2 separate regions of the Macaca mulatta genome follow, and region 1 is linked to region 2. A link is a contact called in public Hi-C data. All regions are on one chromosome and are shown on one strand. The core of a region is the stretch at or near the end of the contact, and the rest is flanking DNA. Distances in the headings are between cores, read along the strand shown.

Region 1 (3,943 bases), core at 904-3,403, 130 kb before region 2:
CCAGGGCCCCTCCTCCCACCTCAAAGGCTAAAAGGGGCAGCATTCCTTCTCCCTTCCTGGGCATCTGGCTGACCCTGCCAAAGATGCAGGGACAGGAGCCTTCCCTCCCTGCTACGGTGCCCAGCACCCCTGCCCATCATTACAGCCGAGGCCTGCGGAGTTGTGGCAGGGCCTGCATTCAGCGATGCTGCAGCCCAATAGTGGTGGTGACCACAGTCACCTCCCAAGACTGTCCCTGGCTGTGGCTGTGGCCATCCAGACTCCTGGTCAGCTCCCTGAGCTCCCCACAATACTCCCAAGGACTCCTTTTCTACTTAGTCACCAGGGTTGGTTTCAATTGCTGGCCACCTCCCTTTGGGCCCTGGCCAGGCCTGTGGAGCTAGTCCTTTCCAAGTGTCACAGGTGAGTGACTGTGTGTGAGCGACAGCAGGTCAGTGTGATAGATAACCTGCGGTCCATGTAGGGAGATGGTGCTGTACCAAGAAGCTGCCAGGACTGAGATGTTAACAGGGGATGTGACTTGCTAAATGACTGTGCTGGGACGATGGTTTCAAGAAAACTGGAAACCTAGGAAGCTTGGTGAGCACCCACTTGGATCTTCCCTGGCCTGGCAGGGCCTCCCCCTGGAGGGATAGCCCTGCAGCTTCGCCACCAGTGGGCAGGCTCTGGAAGGGCCTGGAGAGGAGAGGGGTCCCCTAAACACACCCCGCCCTAGGGCCTTAGCAGACAAGTGCTGGTGACCTATTATTTGTATTTATTGTAGTAAACAGTCACTTTTAGGCCAGAGGCTCACGCCTGTAATCCCAGCACTTTGGGAGGCCAAGACGGGTGGATCACTCGAGCTCAGGAGACCAGCCTGGCCAACATGGCAAAACCCCGTCTCTACTAAAACTACAAAAAAATTAGCCGACAGTCGTGGCAGATGCCTTGTAATCTTAGCTACTGGGGAGGCTGAGGCAGGAGAATCTCTTGAACCCAGGAGGCAGAGGTTGCAGTGAGCCGAGATCGCGCCACTGCACTCCAGCCTGGACAACACAGCGAGACTCCATCTCATAAAAAAATAAAACAGTCAATTTTAAGAGCAGTGCTCATTTCACCCCGCCTCTACCACACCCTTGGCAGGGCGGCTTCACAGGTGCCCTTCCTGTTGTCTGGGACCCTTTGCCAGCCTCCTCACCACCTGGCCACCCTTCTTTCCAACCAACAACGTGGCGCCTCGGTTCCTCCAGGTTCCTCCCTGCCCTGTAAAACCCCTGGCCTCCTGCCAGGCTCAAGAAATGCCCTCGGATCTTTTCCGTGCTTTCGCCCTGCAGGAGACACTGCCTAGGTCCCGCCTCCGTCATGCGACGGAGACTCATGGAGTGCCCACGCAGGCTGGGCCCGAGCAAGGCTACCTCACCGCCGCCCGCCCACCCACCCACCCCCGGAGGCTGAGGCAGCGCCGAGCTCAGGCTTCCCTGTCTCCCTCCTGCCTCCGCGCCGGCCAAGCGTACAGTGCTTCGGCCCCTGGGCTGCGCCCGCGCTCCGTCCTCCCTCTCGGGGTTGGTGCGGGTCTCCCAGGCCGGGCCGGGGCGCTGGACCGACGCCCACAAAGCGGCCACCGCCGCAGCGAATTGCCCGCTCTCCCTTCGGCTTTCACCGCCCAGAAAGCGGCGCCTCCGACCCGGCTCTTAAACAAGGGCGACTTTTATTATAAAACCCGGGGGTGCTGCGGAGGAGCCCGCCCCTCACTGCGGTCTCAGTCCTCCTCCGGGAGGGCGCGCGAAGCCGGCGACCCCGAGAGGCCGGGGGTGGGAGGCGCGGGGGCAACTCAGCCGCGTGGAGCCGCCCGGGGCGCACCCTGGCCCCAGCAGCCCCGAGTGCTGTCCTGGTTGCGCTGTGGCAGCCGCGGCCACGCCAGCGCCAGGGCCCCTCCCGCCCAAGACTGGTGAGGCGGCGGGAAACGGCGGGACTGGGCACTGCCCCGCCGCGGGACGGCTAGGCCGGGGCTCTTCCGTGCGGCTCTCGGCGGGACTGCGGCCGCGGAACAAAGGGGCGCAGAGGTGGGCGGGGGGTGCATCGCAGGCGGGGCGGAGCCTCGGTGTCCGGAGCTGGGGTCTCCTCACCCCCGAGCCGGGCGGGGTCTGGCGGCCGCGCCCCTCCGCGGGCTCCCCAGGCGCCCAGCCGCGCGGCAACGACAACAGCCACCATTTCCGCTCCCCGCCCGCCCCTGCTCAGCGCTGGGGGCGCGAGGGCGCTGCTCGCCCGATTCAGAGACCAGGTGTAACTACTGGTGCCACAGAAGTTCGGTGTTTCCAAGATGTGCTTCCTTTTTGTAGCGAAGGAAGCGCGGCCACCAGGCCAGGTCACCCCAAAGTGCAGGGTCCCCGGGCCGCTGTCACCCCCGCCCGGCTGCAGGCCCCGACGCTCCGCGCTCCCCCCTGCTGCGCGCGGCGGCCACCAGAGGGCGCCCGGCCGCCGTCACCCCGGTCCTCCCCCGCCCGGGCTGCCGTCACGCTGATCCTCCTGCGTCCCGGCCGCCGCCACCCCGCCGAGCGCGGGACCCAGGTCGGACGGGGGAGGTCAGTGGCGGGCCCGCCACCCCCCGGCCCCTGCGCGGGGGGTCTGGCACTGCTGGCGGCCGGAGGGACGATTGCGGGGTCCCTTTCCCAGACCGGAACCAACAGAGGCCGCGGGCCAGAGAACCGAGTTGGGTCGCCGTGTGACCTAGGGGCAGCTGCTAGCCTGCGTTGTGCCTCGGTTTCTTGCCTGTGAAGGGAGAGCAAGCACTGCCCGTCTGTGCATTGGCCACGATTCCCAAGCTCCCCCAGGCTGGCCGTGGGGGAGAAGGCGGCCCCGCCGCCCCTGAGGCCCTGCGTGGGAACTGTCTTAGCAAGGGCAGTGACAACGTCCTACTACCTGCCTTATGGCTGTATTTTAAAAGAAGGTGGGAGCCAGGACCCCTCATTTCCAGGTGCACCACCCTCCAAAGCTGTGATCTTGCCACTGCTCAATACGAGCTTGGAAAATGATGAACAGCCCTGACTTTAAGCATACTCGGTAAAAGGAGATCTGTCCCAACAAGCAGAAGCTGATAGTTTGCTTGAAAAGGGATTCCTCCACTTACAAAATAATTTGCAATGGGATTTTTCTCATTGAGTAAATTGTAGGCAAATCACCTGTGTAAATGAATATTTGTAACAGGCCAGCGAACTTGGAAATGAGTCTTACTGTAAAATAAATACTTCTGTGGTAAAAATGGCTCCAGGGCCAAGGATGGGCCTGTGGTTCAGCTGGAGTATGCTGCCGGCTCACCTGATGGGCACCTAGGACATTCTCTAACGGGCCTCTGAGCCTGGTTCCCTCCCATTCCCTCTGCAGCCACTCCAGTAGGGAGTCCAGGAAGATTCTACCCCTCCTTGGCCAGAGGATGCTGAAGCTGCGCCCCTTCCTACCTGTTTCCTCTCTTGTGCCCCATCTCCTAGGGGAGATCCTTTGCTCCACTAGGCTCGGCTGGAAGAGACCTGTAGGCCATGCAGGGAGCACCCTCACTGGTCAGGCACCCAAGGTGTGCCAAGCATGGCCTCCCAGGCTGTAGCTTTACCGGGAGTGGGTGCTCCTTGTGAAGATTCTGACGATGCTTGTCCCACGGGCTTGGGAATTCCCACCCTCACTCAACCGCAGCATTGCCAAACTCAGTAGGGCATCTCTCTGGGCACAGAGGGATGGAGGAAATGGCCACTGAGGCTCCAGAACTGCATGGGAAGTCTGGGCCATGTCTTGGCCCACCAGCCTCAGCTCACCCTGGCCATTCAAGCCTCAGCCTTCCTGGGGCCCCTCAGTTCTGGGGAGGCACCCATTAGCAAATACCATTACTCACTTGCTGCTTTTGAATCTCCTGAACATTGGCAGGGCACAGTGGCTCACGCCTGTAATCCCAGCACTTTGGGAGGCAGAGGCAGGT
Region 2 (4,278 bases), core at 423-2,922:
AAAAAAGAAGCAGCTTAAGGCTCAGATCTGTAGATTGCTTTTTCAGGAACCCGGAGGACAGACAGCTGGGGAGGAAACTGCAGAGGAACTTGAGGTTTCTGGAGTGTGGATGGCTTACAAGTACCTGGCAACACCTTCACGCCCCAGGGTTGCCATGGCACCACCTTTCCAAAATACTGCTTCCTAGGTACAATATATATATTTTTTGTGTGTGTGAAACAAGTCTTGCTCTGTCGCCCAGGCTGGAGTGCAGTGGCGCGATCTCAGCTCACTGCAACCTCTGCCTCCCGGGTTCAAGCGATTCCCCTGCCTCAGCCTCCTGAACAGCTGGGATTACAGGCACGCGCCACCACACCCGGTTAATTATTGTATTTTTAGTAGAGATGGGGTGTCAACATATTGGTCAGGCTGGTCTCGAACTCCTGACCAAGAGATCTGCCCGCCTCAGGCTCCCAAAGTGCTGGATTACAGGCATGAGCCACCACGCCTGGCCGGTACAATCTATCTTTATTTTTATTTTTTTTGTAATTTTTCTTTATCTACTGGCATCCCCATGGAGGCCCTTTCTCTCCCCAACTTTCCCTCGTGTGTGAAATAAAGACCACTGAATCTATTAACTTCCCAGGCCTTGAAATTCCATTTTCGCACATACTGCCACCTCTAAACGATTTCTGAATTTTTTCTTGTTACCCACTCAGCTAGGAGTTTCATTTGCCAAGCATTTTAACAGCAGAGAAGGCAATTCTGTGGGCCGATGCATTTGCGTTTAGGAGGCACAGATATCTCCTAATAACCTTCCTATCTTCACACTGGTGGCTTTTGAATTGTTCAGGGTTTTAGAAATACCATAATCTCAGCCTATTAAATATTAAGGGACTCCTTCAGATTCCCTGAGCCTTAAAGTTACGTTATGCAAATCTGTCCGAGTGTGTTTCCATGGTGCAGAATAAAAGTTATGGTAGGGTTTTTTGAAGCAGCATGACTATAAACGTCACTCCTGTCACTGCCTTTCACAAGAGCCCACTTGCTGTGAAATATTTTGAAAACAGAGCTTAAGTGGAGATAACGCAGAGCACAAACAGGCGGAAATAAGAATAAACCGTGCGTGGCAGGCAGAAACCCGGAGGTTGGCTGTTTCTGGAGGGGAAGAGAACGCTCTGTAAACCTGGAGGAGAAACCACGCGGGCCACTGTTTGGGGGCCTCCTGGGGGTCGTTTCCCTGGTCCCCTCGGGTTGGGGGGCTCCTCCAGGCCAAGGAAGCGGCCCCCTAAAACCGCTTCCGGGACTGCAGCTTCTCTCCCCACACTCCCAAGGAGCAGAGCTTTCTTGGGCCACAATTCTCCGCGACCCAAAAATAACTACACAGATGTGAGGAAAAGGGCCAAAGCCTACGGCACAGGGCGGTGCTTAGTTACAGCCTTATCGCTTATGGCCAGGAAGCTCGAAATCTAACCCAGCACGAACCTTTTATAGCCGGTCCCTCGAGCCCCGCCCTAGCAACTTCTCCTGGCAACACCTCGCCCAGTGCTCTGCTGCCTTATCGGCCTCCGCCAGGCCTTTCCTGTTCCCCTCCCCCAGCCCGCGCCGCCCGGCCGCCCGGCTCACTTGACCAGCCCCAGGGGAGGGGAGGAGCGAATGGAAGCGTGAGGGGCGGGGCGCTGGGAGACGCTCGCGTCATCAAGATGCGCCGGGCGAGTTGCGGCGCCTGGTGTCTCAGGGAGGCTAGAGGTTCGGGGAGTTGGTGATATGGCGGAAGGCGCTGGGCTGGTGTGGATTCGCGGCCCCGGCTTCGGGTGCAAGGCGGTGCGGTGTGCCTCGGCTCGGTGCACCGTCCGTGATTTTATCCACCGGCACTGCCAAGATCAGGTGAGGATTTCGGTTCCTGTTAGGAAGGAGAAAGAGGCAGACAGGTGGCAGCGCTGGGTGCGAAGTAGGTCTGTCCGGAGGAGGAGGGGCGGGTACCTCTATTCTCTGGGGTTTTCCCTTGTTGAGGCTGAGAGTTCCTCAGTGTTAAGGTGCTTCGAACTGTTACTGAGAGCTTCCTTTTCTTTTGTGATGGTGGTTTGCCTCCCCACCAAGAGGGAGAAAAAAGCTGTTAGAGGCACTTAGTCCGGCTCACAGTTACAAATACTTTGTTTCTCTTTCTTTATCCGTAAATATAACGGTCTTCTGGCAGTTGGGCAGGCTGATGTTTAAGGCTACAGTCTTCACCTTCTTACTGTGGTTATGTGACGTGTATTTTTTTCAGTTATCACACAGCCTTGTTAAGCCCCAGCCTGGAGAAGTATGTCATATCCGAACCCAGGCCAAAGGATGATTGGGGAGGAAAATTGATTCTTCTGGTCACTCGTTGTGACCAAGCATTCACACGTGTGTCCTGTTGAGAGCCTGGGTTCTTAGGGCCTGTTATGTAGAAGTGTTCACTAATCATTTGATGGTCTTATTTGTCCATGCACATTTGCGGAAACCTACCAGGGACTTCCCAAGTTACACGTGAGCTTTTACTTAACTCTCAATTAAGTAAGCTTTTACCAGCAATAAGATATTAAACCTATTCAGTTGTCAAAAGAATTTAGTGGTTTCCCTGAATCTAATTTTAATGTTGGCACTTGATCTAGAACTCTGTTCTTCTTTCCGCACCTCATCCGTGCTTTCCTCGGCTATTTCCTCTGCTTACTATTTATAAGCTTAACAAATGTTAACGCTGCAGTCTAAACCAGATTTTTAAGAGACTTGGATCGATTCCGTGAAGAAGCTATGTGTTTGCAAATAATACGGTATTTCACTTTCCATGTTTTCCTTCCTGCTCTGTAATCCAGTCTAAAAACTGTAAGCACAACTGTTTTTGACCATGAAAATAATTGCATTCTAATTCTTTTGAAAATAATTCTTTTCTCATGAGTACAGTTTTCTTTTCTCCTCTCTCTGCCCCCCGCCCACTGGCGGATTTTCACTCCTGTTGCCCAAGCTGGAGTGCAATGGCGCCATCTCGGCCACTGCAACCTCCGCCTCCTGAGTTCAAGCGATTCTCCTGCCTTGGCCTCCCAAGTAGCTGGGATTACAGGCGCCCGCCACCATGCCTGGCTAATTTTTGTATTTTTAGTAGGAACGGAGTTTCACCACGTTGGCCAGGTCTTGAACTCCTGACCTCGGGTGATCCTCCCACCTTAGCCTCCCAAAGTGCTGGGAGTACAGGCTTGAGCCACTCTTTCGGGCCTATGAGTACAGTTTTCAAACTTGCTGACAATTGATCCAAAGTGAAACCAGAAAAAATAGGATCTTAATCATGAGGTATGTTGGAAATAATTATTTTTAAATCGGAAGCAAGAAATCATAGGCCAGGTGCGGTGGCTCACGCCTGTAATCCCAACACTTAGGGAGGTCGAGGCGGGCAGATCACCTGAGGTCAGAAGTTCGAGACCAGCTTGGCCAACATGGTGAAACCCCATCTCTCCTAAAAATACACAAAAATTGGCTAGGCGTGGCGGCAGGCGCCTGTAATCCCAGCTACTGGGGAGGCTGAAGCAGGAGAATCATTTGAACCTGAGAGGTGGAGGTTGCAGTGAGCCGAGATTGAGCCATTGCACTCCAAACTGGGTGACAAAGATAGACTCAGTCTCAAAAAAAAAAAGAAATATAAATGAGTGGATTCAGTCAGAAACTTAAGAAACATGACCATAGCAAATATGAATAGAAACACAAAAGAGTATTTGATGAGATACTGGAACAAATAAGAATAGCTCAAGTTCACACCTATGTTTTTAAAAACAAAACTGTTCTGACACATGATGAAGTTAGTGTTAACTCCCACTGAGAAAATAAAAATCTGCCCTGCTTTTCATCAGGCTGGGATAACAGACACAAATAAAGCCAGCTGCAAAATTTATGTTTGTTTTTGTGACCCCCACACTACACCGATGTACAGCTACAGAGTTAACAGGAAATGGTGATATGTCATAATGTCATAATGACCCCCATGAAGGTCTGCTACTTTCTTATTCACTGAGAAGCCTCGGTCTCAAAAACCAAATAATATCTAAGGAATTTTGCTGTTTGAAGTTCTCTCGATAAGAGTGAACCCTCCCACTCTTGCCCTGTAGAGAAGCATTCTTGATTTCCAACCCAGGACAGAGCTTCCCATTAAGGGTTTCTGGACACAACTTTCCACATTTATCTTAAATTTGTAGTTTCCAAGGAAAGAGGAGCCTTCACAATCCAGAGCTGATGTTGATGTTTTTATATACAGTCCTGTTTTATTTTGAACGTGTTTAAACACTG

What was found. A called contact is a pair of places that touch in the nucleus more often than the background predicts.
Region 1: a Hi-C map of liver shows a contact between it and region 2, with 2.1 times the contacts expected there. The contact joins the enhancer-like site here to the promoter of SDE2 in region 2. A contact is called at or near these places in 5 of 14 Hi-C or Micro-C datasets (CD4 T cells, blood, fetal cortex germinal zone and 2 more).

The regions. Positions count from the first base shown.
Region 1 is chr1:83,855,736-83,859,678 of T2T-MMU8v2.0, reverse strand. No RefSeq gene overlaps it. Among named protein-coding and RNA genes, the nearest start is that of H3-3A, 67 kb to the right of the region's middle. Within about 2 kb of position 2,153, at least 24 of the 40 cell types and tissues checked have an H3K27ac peak or open chromatin away from gene starts, as enhancers often do. A contact at or near this core is called in CD4 T cells, blood and liver, where this site is marked.
Region 2 is chr1:83,724,424-83,728,701 of T2T-MMU8v2.0, reverse strand. SDE2 (SDE2 telomere maintenance homolog) reads left to right here and starts at 1,672. Exons shown (of 7, transcript XM_015115188.3): 1 at 1,672-1,866. The coding sequence starts at 1,747.